Linked DNA regions of Rattus norvegicus: region 2 is linked to region 1. A link is a contact called in public Hi-C data. All regions are on one chromosome and are shown on one strand. The core of a region is the stretch at or near the end of the contact, and the rest is flanking DNA. Distances in the headings are between cores, read along the strand shown. Region 1 has its middle 33 kb from the start of Actr2. Region 2 holds the start of Cep68 (centrosomal protein 68).

Region 1 (6,554 bases), core at 2,311-4,810:
GTGTGTGTGTGTGTGTGTGTGCCCAAAGAGGTCAGAAGAGGGCACAGGATCTCTGGTACTAGAGTTACAGATATTGTGAGCTACCGTGTGGATTCTGGGAATTGAACCTGAGTCCTCTACAAGAACAAGTGCTCTTAACCACTGAGCCTATCCACCAGCCTTGTAATGTTTTTTGTTTTATTTTGTTTTTAAACCTATTTAAAAAAAAAACAACAATTTAAGTCTCTGTGTGCGTGCATGTGTGTGTGTGTGCATGTGTGTGTGTGTGTGTGTGTGTGTGTGTGTGTGTGCCTTTGCCTGTGTGCCTGTGCACTGTTGTGGAGGTCAGAAGAGGGGATCAGATGCCTGCCACATGTGTGCCATTCTGGTTGTTTTATTGCCTCACTAACATGTTTTTTCCTGTCTTTACTCACTCTGGTCAGTGTGGAATGTGTTACATCCTAATACATTTCTAATATATCATATGTAATTTAAATGTGCTTTTCCCTGATAACCTGGGAACTGAAATTGAGTACCTTTCCTTGAATTTATAAGCGACTTGGATGTCTACCATTTATCTGTCTGTGTGTCTGTCTACCTATCTACCTATTTTTAAGACAGGTTCTTTCTACATAGCCCTGGATGGACTGGAACTTGGTATACATACCAAGCTGGCTTCAAATTCACAGAGATCTGCATGCACCACCGTGCTGGCCCATGCTGGTTTTGACTGACCTGGTCTTTGTGCCAGCCTTGTGCAGAAGACAGTCTTTCATGGCACTCCTGCCCATCTTCCAGATGGGAAAGTCCTCGACTTCAGCTGGAGAACCTTCTCTGGCTGTGGGCAGCAGTTAATGCAGAGCCCTGTAACTGGTCAGAGAACTTAAGTCAGAACCTTTGAGTGTTCAGCCCCAAATGGGATGTCTATAGCCATTCTTGTGAGGCCCAGAGAACACTGCATAAGATAAAGCAGAAACTCTGCTTAAAAGAATTCTTCTTCTATCCTGAGGGATGAAAGGCATAATACAGTGGTAGAGCAAATGCATTCTCAATGAAAGTGTAGCATTCACAATGACAGGATTTAATATCCACCACCACAGATTTAAATAAAAGAAACTAATGTTTTACACTTCAAATGCCTATAACTTATTGGTATCATAACTTTTTTTTTTTTGGTTGTTTGTGTGTTGTTGGTTGTGGGGTGTTGTTAGAACTTTCTCCATTGAGACTTAAATATCTACTTTTCCTTGTTGGACTCCAAGAACAAACAAAAGCAGGATTCTACCAAAGTCCAATGTGGAGAACTTGCAGAGCACGGGTTAGGGGTTACTTACAGGAGCACTAGACCAAACAGCTAGACCACCACCATTCTTACCCTAGTACTGATGATGGCTTTGTCATAATTCCTTCTGTGATCTACATTCTTGGGCACCTCCCATTATCATGGGGCCCTGAATGATAGGGGTGGGATTATATACAGATGGCTGGGAGGCCCAGGGCTGTGTGACTGAGACCAGGTGAGGGTCTCTTTACCCTTTTCATGCCCCTCCTGAATAGCAACAGTCAACAGGCCCAAGTTGAAGGGTTTCTCACAGCTGCTTTGCTGAAGATGACTGCCATTGTGGTCAGAGAATAGCACTTCAACTCGTGTGTGTGTGTGTGTGTGTGTGTGTGTGTGTGTGTGTGTGTATCTGTTTGTGGATGCGCATGCATGTGCACACATGAGGGTACATGCCTGTGTATGCATGTGTACATATCTTGTAGGCATGTGTGAAGACCAGATGTTATCATCAGGATGTCTCTTTCGATCACTATGGTGGTAAACTTGGTTGTACTGAAAGAACGTAAACGGGGAGCTGCGTCTCTCACTCCAATCATGGGATGGGGTGCCCCCAGGAATCACGAGTAGCCATCTTGATGTAACACCAGGAGGTAGCTTTTATTAATGAGATCCCTATTAGCGGGATCCTGGGTCGATACGTATCCCACACAGGAGACAGAGGAATCGACCCCGAGCTTCCAAACTCGGGGGTTTATATAGGGGCATTCACGCGGTTACACATGATTGGTCAATTCAAATGGTGCACAGTTACTTTCGGCGCGAAATTACATCAGCAAGGAGTCCGTGCTCTCTAGCAGCTCTGCAGGCAGGTAGGGTGGCTCATCTCACTCAGGGGGGTGAAGGAAGGGGAGGGGGTGGCTACAGATGATCAATGTCCTTGGGGCTGATAGCTGGTTTGGCAAGTCCTATCTCTGGCTCTCCCTCAGGCACGTCCAGCCCTGCACATCCGGACTCTGACTATGAGTAACCTTTTTAAAACTCTAGTTCTACAGTACCCCTACCATTCCAGCACCCCTTCCTCCTCCTCTCTCTTTGTCAGGTTCCTTGGCCCTGGGGAGCAACAGGAACACCCCAAAAAGCACAGTTCCTTTTTTTTTTTTTTTTTTGTTGGAGCTGAGGACTGAACCCAGGGCCTTGTGCTTGCTAGGCAAGCGCTCTACCACTGAGCTAAATCCCCAACCCCCGTTTTTCTTTTTTAAGTATTACTGCATTTGTTTACTTAGTGTGTGCATGCAAGTGTGCAGCCGTCAGAGGATGACTTGTAGGAGCTGGTCCTGTAGCCATGAAGGTTCTAGTGATGGTCCCAGGTCACCAGGCTTGCAGACAAGCACATTTGCTGGCTGAACCATCTCACTCACTGGTCCTTAGTATTGTCTCCAAAGTCAGCCGTTCATTCATTAAAAGTAGTAGCTTGGTTGTTTCTGGGATACAACGGGAAGGCTAGGCCTCAATGCGTTGGATTCTTGGGCATTCTGTTCCATGCAGACACTAGTTAACTATTCTGTAAGTGGAATAGGGCTGGAGAGGTGGTCCAGTGGTTAGGAGCACTGGCTGCTCTCTTAGAGGACTCCACAGTGATTGTAATTCTAATTCCAGGGGATCCTCAGTATCATCTTCTAGTCTCCACGAGGACTCCATGCATGTGGTCAGACATACAGGCAGGAAAAACACCCTACACATATCATATAAAATAAGTGAAATAAGGTAGACTTCTCTTTTTGTACTTCTAACACTTTTCCTGCAGAGTCATAATCTGATAGACTCAATGTATACAGTAAATTAATAACTGATCCCCACAGATTCATAACCTCAGCCGTTAACAGATGTTAAAGAATGACACCAAAGACAGAAGAGAAAGCCTCATCACTCAGAGTAAAACAAAGGGTTTTAGTCTGTTCTAACCAACTGTGACCTGTTAATCATTTACACTGGTTACCCAGGAAAACCATTCAGATCTGCGCTCCCGTGTTTAATAGGTTTCATGCCCGTGTACTTATTGACTGACTGCAGGGTAGGAAGCTATTACAGCATTTGTTCTAAGGAATAAGTTCTAAAGGAAATGGCCTAGCCTGGCCTTCTCTCTCCAGGTCTTATTTTTAAGTCATCACTTCCTTCTGCCACAGAGGTTTTCAAATGACATTGATTTCTTTGCATTCTAATAGGCACCACACCGGAAAGACCATAGAGCTGTCTCTAGTGCTCTCCAATTGTACTCTCCAGTGCTACCCTGTGGGAGAGGGCATTAGCACACAGCTTGACTCCTGGACATCAGGACAGTTCCTGGTAACTGCCATAGCTACCGAATCCAACCCACCCAGAACAGGAGGGATTTGAGGACAAAAGTTTTATCAATTTGGGAATTTGGTTTTGGTTTTTTTTATTGTTGTTTGAGACAGAATCTTTCTATACGACCTTGATTGGCCCACAACCTGCTGAGTTTTTTTTTTCTTTTTTTTTTCTTTTTTCTTTTCTTTTCTTTTTTTTTTTTTTTTTTTTCGGAGCTGGGGACCGAACCCAGGGCCTTGCACTTGCCAGGCAAGCGCTCTACCACTGAGCTAAATCCCCAACCCACTGAGCTAAATCCCCCCAACCGAGAAGTTTTAAGGATATATCTTTGACGTATTTAAGGACACTCGAGTTGTATACACATGGGCACACACATATCTGTGAAATCATGTATGTAGTATTAGTTATGCAATATTAGTCTCACGTTTTAGAGATAGAAAGGGTGAAGCTGGAAAATGAAGTGTTTTGCACCGGGTCACACCTGAGGCAGTTTCCTGACTTGGTTGCTGGTCCCGAACGCTTCTGTATCAGTCCACTCACTGGACATTGGAGAAGACCCAGAACAGGCACATATCCTAGTGAGATGCAATGGGAAGGTCAGAGGTTCAGGCCATTCAGTTCGCTTTAAATAAAGCAACAAAAAAGACCATACCTGACTCTTGCCTTGATGGCGTCAAGGTCTATATTTAAGGTCTATATTACCGAGCAGATGCTTGGTACTAATTACATAAAAAGAAGAACGAATAATCAGATACAGTCTCAGCTGGTGTTAATTAAAATGCACAATCCCAAGTAGGAGGCACTTATTAAATAATCAAGTAGTCAGAGGCGGGGAATGCTCTAAATTATACATGGAAAGAAAGAAGCGTTCTGTTAGGGAAGAGGGTGCCACTGTAAGTGGACTTAAACCAGTGTTTTTCAGCCTGTAGGTCAAGCCCCTTTGGCAAACCTCTCTCTCCAAAATAGTTACTTTATGGTTCATAACAGTAGAAAAAATGCAGTTATGAAGTAGCAATGAAATAATTCCGTGGTTGGAAATGAGTTACTGGAGGAGGGAATAGTCAGAAGACTGGAGTGCTAGGTGTGGACGTGCTTATTACCACAGCACCTGGGAGGTAGAGGTCAGAGGATCAGGAGCTCAAGGTCATCTTGCAGCCACACAGCTAGTTCAAGGCCAGCACTGGCTACATGAGACCCTGCCTGCTTAACAGGCAGGGGTTGAAGGCTGTTGTATAGAACGGAGACAGGGGAGCTCCCAACCCACAGGTAGATTATACAGAGCCTTAGGGGCTCACAGTGGGCTTTAAACTTCATCCCAAGGACAGTGGGAGATCGCTAACACACTACAAGTGAGACCTGGTCTGCAAAGGGGTTCAAGGCCCTTGCAAAAGTAATTTCCTGAAGGGACACATTGTTTCTGGGCTGCATAAAGAGACAGTGGTGAAGAGAGCCTGGCAGGGCAGAGAGGGCAGCAGGCTCTGGGCAGAGGGCCTGAAAGGTGAAAGCAACGTGCTGGAGGGTCACTGAGTTGTGGAAGGAAGAAGAAGGTAGAGAAGGTTTCGTTTTATGTTGTGACCATCACAGTTAAGAGTGATGACAGGGCAGAGGGCAACGGTCCTCACATGAGGGCAGTAACGACATAGCTGGAACCCAAAACGAAAGCATTTTGCCCTTTGACTCTGTCACCCCACCAGGGAGGATGCCCTGTGGTTCAAGTAAGTACTGTTACTTCTCTTTTGCAGAAGCCGCTGGAAAACGAAAGTCTGGATTCCCGGAAGTCTCCACTTTCAGGTGCTGTACAACCCTGCCCTCTGCTGGCCAATTCTGGTAGACACCCAAGAAACTAAGCTGTAGAAACTGCAGGCACAGGCAGCAAAGACAGAGAGTTATGCTACATACGTCTTGGTTACCTTTCTATTATCGTAACAAAACACCACGACCAAAGCAGCAGATAAAAAATTTTAATTGAGCTTACAGTTTCAAAGGACTATACCCCATGATGATGGAGCAAAGGCATGGCAACAGCAGGAACAGCTGAGAGATCACATCCTGAACCACAAACAAGACACAGAGAGCACTCCAGGAATGATAGGACACTTTTGAAAGCTCAAAGCCAGGGGTTGGGGATTTAGCTCAGTGGTAGAGCGCTTGCCTAGGAAGCGCAAGGCCCTGGGTTCGGTCCCCAGCTCCGGAAAAAAAAAAAAAAAAAAAAAAGAAAGCTCAAAGCCCCGCCCCCAGTGACACACCTCTTCCAACCAAGCCGTACTTCCTAATCCTTCCCAAACAGTTCTACCAACTGGGCCCACTCTCATCCAAAGCACCACATTGTCACACTTCACTTCGTAATGTTTCTGTCAGATTTAGGCTCAGAACAGTGTTCTTACAAGTAAGGCACCCTCTGTAAATAATGCCAGCTCATGTTATCACAGGATGAAAAGGCATCCCATGGAAAGCTGAGAGAACACAAACTGTTCTATAAATTGTGTTCTCACTCTCCTAGTGGAATGATCGTAATAAACGATTGGTAATGAAATATAGAAACTTTAACTAGATCTCTAAATGACACTTTGGAAAGGTGTAAACATTACAAACTACAAACGAAATCATCCAAATTAAAATACAGGGTGTTCTAGTAGTCTCGAGACCTCTCTCTTGCTTCTATATTCACTCACTGTTCTGGCTACTGTGTCTATTTGTTTGAGTCAAGTTCTCAATGTGTACCCTTGAGTGGGCTTTGTGTTCATTAACTAGCCCAGGCTGATCTTGAACTGAATTCTTCTGTCTCAGCCTCTCAAGCACTGGGATTACAGGAGCACGTCGCCCCAGCCAGCTGCCTTCACCCTGACTTCTATCAGCAGAGATGAGCTTACCCTGTTCTTGAGTATCATATCGGTAGAGTCAACAGTGTGCTCTCTTGTATTGTGCCTCTTTGGCTTAACATAACCTG
Region 2 (6,554 bases), core at 2,911-5,410, 100 kb before region 1:
AACAGTCTGACACCACACACTTGGCAAAAGTTTGTTCCAGATTTAAAATTCTCAAGTTATTATAAAACATGGTTGACTAAGGACAGCTCAGTGGGCGGAGGTGCATGCTGCCAAGCTGATGAGTAAGGCTCAGTCCCTTGGACCCACATAATAAAAGCAGAGAACCAGCTATCAGCTCCACACATGTGCCATGGCACCACACACACGCACACACACACACACATGCACACATATACAAGCGTGCACGCACACATACACACACGCACACTCACACGAGCGTGCATGCACACATGCACGCACACGCACACACACACAAGCGTGCACGCACACACATATACACGCATACACACACACGCACACACACGAGCATGCACACACATGTGCACACACGAACATGCACGCGCGCGCACATACACACTCGCGCGCACACACACATGGTGTGCACGCACACATTCACACACTCACATGCACACACACACACACACGCATGCACACACACTAAATGAAATGTAATAAAACTTTTAGAAAAACAAAACAGAAGATGGCTGAATAGGTTACTACAGCACCTGCTCTTGGCCTCTCAGCTTTACGTTCTTCTCTACACCCACGGGATCTCTTTCCTGATGACAATTCCGTTGCACCTATATGACAGAACGCTCACCTTCACTTCTCCAGCCACGACTTCTAACTTCACCCTTGTGTCTGTGGTGCAGACGCCACACGACAGAGCCATCTGAGCTCCTCACTGTTGCTCTGTATCCCAACCCCTCACGTTTACCCAGATGGCTGTCTCTATACACACTTCCTTGTCAGTGAGACAGCAGAGTGACGGTCTTGCCAAGTTTATACCGTCCTCTTTGAGAAGCTTCAACATATCCGCTGAAGTTCTCAACATGGGGCTGCTATGCAGAAGTCAAAACTATTGGGGGGAGCAGCGATTCCCAGGGTATCCAAGTTGTGAGCCAATCTAGACCTGAAGTAGCTTAGAATGAAAACTACCAGTACATCGGGACCAGCCCGACATTCAGCTCTTCCTTGGGACTTTAAGGAGACGAGGAGCTATGGCTGGTCACTGAGGGACAGATAACGGCTGAATTCCCTGTAGAACTCTGCTGATCTTATGCTTTCAAGTCCGTGAGCACTCCACGTGTGTGTGTGGGGGGGGGGGAGAAAGGATATTGAATGCAGGAGTTTCTCCTTCTTTTCCTCCCTTTCTCTCTCTCTCTTTTTTTTTTTTTTTTTTTTTTTGGTTCTTTTTTTCGGAGCTGGGGACCGAACCCAGGGCCTTGCGCTTCCTAGGTAAGCGCTCTACCACTGAGCTAAATCCCCAGCCCCTCCCTTTCTCTTTTTATTTGTCATTTATTAATGTGCTTTCCCAAGTGGCTTTAGAATGTCCCTCACAGGAACCTGGCAGACTGCAGGGCCAGAATTCCTACTGCGGACGCTATTGCCATCTTATTGGCCATGACGACCTTTGCTCCAGTCCTGATGACCTGGATTCAATCCATGGGACCACACTGTGAAAGGAAAGAATGGACTCCCACAAGCTGTCCTCTGTTACCTGAATTCCCCCTGTGGTGTGTGACCCCCCTCACACACAAATCATAAATGTCATAAAAAATAAAACTTTAAAAGACTTAGAGGATAATGCAAAATACTATCTGTACCTATATTCGGAAAGCATCAATGAATAAAACAGAAGTAAGGGATTAAGACGGATATGGTGTAGGAATAAATGTCTCACTAGAAATGGCAGCTTCCTGTTTTGGAGAATGTTAAAGTCTCATTCACTGGTACACTTTACTGTTTTGGTTGTGATCATGTGTAAATCCTGGTCACTATCATACTCTGAAGTAATGTCTGAAAGGCTTAGAAAAATCAACTTGCCTTATTAAGACAACAAATGAAACTATATAGGTTCTTTTCTACGCCAAGGATTAAAACGCTGAGGGGTCTGGTGATGTGACGCAGCTCAGTTGTTTGACCACTTTCTGAGCATGCACCAGGCTCTGGGTTAACTGTCCCTGCACATCAACCAGGTGTGGTGGCATGGATCTCCAATCCCAGCAAGAGGACCTCAGACGATCAGTTATTCCTGTCTAGCCTAAGATATACGAGACCTTGTCTCAATAAGGAGTGGGAGTGGGAAGGAGGAGGAGAAGGGAGGGAGAGGAGGGGGAAGGGAGGGGGAAGGAGGGGGAAGGGAGGGGAGGAGGAGCCTATAGGGTAGGTGAGAAGAAGGTGGTATAGTCCCTGAGCAGTGCAAGATCTGTCAAAGTGTTGGCGCCAGCCTGCCGCTGTAAAACACCACCACAGGAGTTATCCAAAAACAGCAACTGTCAAAACAGCTACATCTCCTCAGCCTGCAGGAGGTACCCTACAGGAGCTGGCAGCACTTCCCACCTCAGCTTACGGCCTTCCCGAAATACCACAGCAGGAGCTGTTGACAATGATAACACCTTCTCCAGCCTCCCCCAGCCTCCCCAAGCAGCTCAGCAGTGATGGTGCCCCAGCCTAAGCAGCCTGTGGCTGAGAAGGACTTCCCATCCCAACCCATAGATAGACCCAGTGCAAGGAAAAGGGGGTGGGGGAAAAAAGCACCAATCCCTGAGCAGAAAACTGGCCAATCCCTGAGCTTCGAACAAAAACATACTAATCCCTGACACAAAAAACCACCAATCCCTTAGCTCCCCAAGCTCCGACTTGAAATCTCACCAATCGTTAATCTGGAAATCTCTCTCCTAAAAAGCTCCACCCTCTAAGAAATCCTATATAAGCCCTGCTCTCTTTTTTTTTTTTTTTTTTTTTTTTTTTCATCCCCTGCTGTCTGCTCCTGTCAGAGGCGGACACTCTCTACATCCTGGACCATCCAATAAATCTTTTTTGAGATTTGCTACCTGGTGGGACTCTCTGGTCAAAAGAAGCCAAGAAGCAATGGAGAAGGAACTGAAGAACTGGAGCGGGGCTGAGGCTCCTGAGTTCCTCAGCTCAGCTGGAGATACTCTCCCTTGGGAGCTGCACCGCCTCTGCTGAGGAGGCTTCCTCTCTGAACTGTGTTTCCTGAACTTCTGGGTTTCAGGATGCCCTTCCTACTGAGCAGGAACATTTACAGAAGGACGGTGGGCCAAGATCAAAGAAGAGTACAGAACACACCTTGTTGAGACCATCCAGATGCTCAATCGCGTTTACAGTATTGACTGCTAAACGACTTCGTTTAAGTCCTTTATTTTTTTTCCCCCCTTAAACAAGTAACTGGATACACACTGGTAAATGCTAACTTCCCATTCGACATATTTCAGTTCTGAATTCCTTTTTAACTTTTTCCTTCTGGGTTGAAGAGGGAACTAAAGGCCTTGTATATAACAATACACTTTCACTTTAAAACACCCAGTACTTGGAAGACAGAGACAGAAGATCGGGAGTTCAAAATCAGCCTGGGATACGGTGAAACTTACTCTCACAAAAAAAAAAAAAAAAGCCAAATAAAAAGCTGGTCATGATAGAGCTTGCCTGTACTCCCTACACTGGGGAGGCTGAGGCAGGAGAAGCCCCTTGACCAGGCCAGCCTGGCAGTCAAGTTTGTGATCCTTAAGTTGGACTCTGTCGTGTTAGGATCAGTCCAGCTCCTTCTGTAACCGCACAGGCCCAGGCCACTATGGAAGTCCCTTCTCCAACTATTGGTGTTGACAGTCTGGGCCTCCTGCGACTCAGAGGCTCCGAATGGTGATGACCGGCAGAGGGATGCTCAACCCAATCCTGGTCCTCGCCCGCCTCCCGCCCTTGCTTCGAGCATGCCTTTGGGGTTTCCACACAACGTAAAAGGGGGAGCACCAGGCCTGGAACCACCCTCCCTGCGGCGGAGAGCACGTCCGCCCAAACACAAGCCTGAACCCACAGTGGCCCCCTATCCGCCAAGAGCGCGCCCTGCTACCCGCGCCAGTCCGCGTGGGCGCCAGGACCGCGAACACCCACCCCGCCCGCGCGTCGAAGCAGCGGAGAAAGGAGCTCCGGCTTCCCATAGGCCAGGGCCCTGCAGGGGGCGGGCTCTCATGCAGAAGCGGGCTGCGGATTAGTGAAGCATCCGAACCGAGGGTCTGGATTGGCTGCTTCTTCGGGCGTCCTCCACGGAGAAGCGGCACGGGCGGAGGGCGTGGCGGGCGCTGGGCCCTCCCAGCCCCAGGAGTGCGGGCGCCCGCAGGAGGCCCGTCGTCGCTGCTTGGGACCCCGGCCCAGCTATCCCAGCCGCTTGGGACGTGCGGCGGCGCGGAGTGAGGTAAAAAGGCTGTGGCGGGCGCGAGTGTCGCTGCGCCGAGACTCGAGACCGGGCATTCCCCGCGTGCCTGGGGCTGCGCGTTGGGGGACCCTGTTGGAGGCCCGCGGCCCGGAGGGCACAAAGGCTGGCCGCAGTGGGGGCGCCTCGCGCCTTCGCCTCCATCTTGCGGGCCGTGCGGGGTGGAGGGGAGCGAAAAGGCAGGCTGTGGAGGACCGGCGCGGCCTGCAGAGCGCGTGGGGCCGCACCTCTGGCAGCCATGCAGCTGTGCGCGCGTCGACCTTGGTCGTGGGGAATCAGCGGGTCACAGCGACTCGCGTCCGGGTGGCCGCTGCTTCCCCTGGCACAGTGAACGCATCCGAGGAGGAAAGCAAAGCGTCTCACTGGTTATCTCTAAGATCTACCCTTGTCACCTGTTAGCCAGTCTCCACAGCCCCGGGGCACATGCCCCAAACTTAGTAATTTTATGATTACCATGTTTTATTCAGTGCGTTGTTTATTATTAAAAAAAAAAAAAAGGAAGCGAAAAACTGCCAATGCCCGAGCAGAGTAGACCTCACTTGGAATTGATGAGGTTTAGACACGGAAAGAGGTAGTCTGGTATACAACTTGCGACACTTTATGGTTCGGGCTTGGTTAAAATACAAGCCACCACTCCTCCTGTTCTCCCCAGCGGACTGGGTTAAATCTGGATCCCTTAGGAACAGTGTAAGGAACCCAGCTTCACATCATCACGAAACCTTTTTTAAAAGTTTTTCCCTGTCCCCACAACTGAAAAACATACCCTTCTCTGGGCGGCCTTTATGGGCTTCTGTTGGCACTGAGGTGGTTTCCCCATCCCCTAACAGGATGAAAGGTCTGTAAGGGAAGGAAGCCAAAAGAAAACAAGAACAAGTTAAGCCAAAAGTTGAGGAAACCGGGACCTTTAAAAGCCTTTAAATTGTTGGATTATTTTTACAGGTTAGGGAAGCAGCTGTGCTCTCGGAATTGAATCAGACGTCAGTCCCTTCCACACTACTAATTTAGGATAAGTTCACTTCTCTGTGCCTTAGTTTTCTCATCTATAAAGTGGAATTTAGGCCCCAGCACGACGAGGAAAAAAAAAGAAATGGATAGGTAGAGGAATAGTGCAAATCCCTAAAACACCTAAGATAAAAAGAGGTACTTGAAAAGACCTACTGGAGTGCTTAGAAAAGAGAGGCAGGTGCATCACCGAGACTCAGGCAAGCCTGGCCTACATAGTGTGTCCAGGATAGCCAGAGCTATATAACACAGAGACCCTGTCTCGTCTTGCCCCCGCTCAAGTACCAGTACCAAGCATCTGTATAATTCTTGCTTCTTCACTGTCTCTGTCCTTTCATTTTTTTTAACTTACCAAATTGTTTAATGAAACACTGCAATACCAATATCAACATTTGACAAGTATGACATGAGAAAAGAAAGCTTCACACCGGTTTCTCGTAATTTAAGTGGAAAAAAAAATCAACTAAATATCAAACCAAATTCTGGTATATACAAAAAAGATAATCCAGCACAGCAAATTAAAATAAATCTAGAATGTAAGTTGGCATTTGAAAACCAAATTATCACCGAACTGCCTCGACCTGCCAGCCGCCCAAGTAATGATAAAGAGATCTTTTATTAGTTTTGAAAACTTAGCCTTAGGTTAGGCTTGTTTCCAACTATCTCCTATAACTTAAATTAACCCGTTTATACTTATCTACCTTCTGCCACATGACTTGTTCCCTCTCCCCAGTACTGTCCCGTTTCTTTCTCCATTTCTGGCTGGCCATCCTTCCCTGTCCTTTCATTCTTGAGCCCTTTGTGAAGGCTGCTGTGACCTGGGAAAGTATTCATAGATTTAAAGTCCTTACCCTGTTGTGGCAGGAAGAGGGTCTGGAAGTATGTACCAGGCCCTGGCCCCCACTGCCTACCGCTGTCAGGGCAGCACCAATACACCACCACCATCCACCCACAGGGCCACTAGGACCACAAGGTTGAAACTTTTTAAAAATTTTAATTCTTGAACCTTTCATATGGGGGCTGGAGAGATGGCTTAGAAGTTACGTGCACTGGCTGCTGTTCTTCTATAGGACCCAGTCTCAGTGCCTGACACCCACATGGCCACTACAATTGTCCGCAACTCCAGTCCCAGGGGGTCCACCCCTCTTCTGGCTTCTGTAGGTACAGCATACATGTGCATAGGAAAATTGCATACCTGTATGCAGTGTGCTGATCATATCTGTCCTTCACCACAGTTCTCCTCAGGGATCCCCACCACGTG

What was found. Hi-C and Micro-C count contacts between places; a contact is called where the count stands out from the background.
Region 2: a contact with region 1 is called in a Hi-C map of kidney, with 5 times the contacts expected there. The contact joins the promoter of Cep68 here to the enhancer-like site in region 1. A contact is called at or near these places in 2 of 12 Hi-C or Micro-C datasets (kidney and mammary epithelial cells).

The regions. Positions count from the first base shown.
Region 1 is chr14:98,565,182-98,571,735 of GRCr8, reverse strand. No RefSeq gene overlaps it. Among named protein-coding and RNA genes, the nearest start is that of Actr2, 33 kb to the right of the region's middle. Within about 2 kb of position 3,560, at least 6 of the 93 cell types and tissues checked have an H3K27ac peak or open chromatin away from gene starts, as enhancers often do. A contact at or near this core is called in kidney, where this site is marked.
Region 2 is chr14:98,669,474-98,676,027 of GRCr8, reverse strand. It overlaps Cep68 (centrosomal protein 68), which reads left to right and starts at 4,160. Exons shown (of 7, transcript NM_001427307.1): 1 at 4,160-4,273.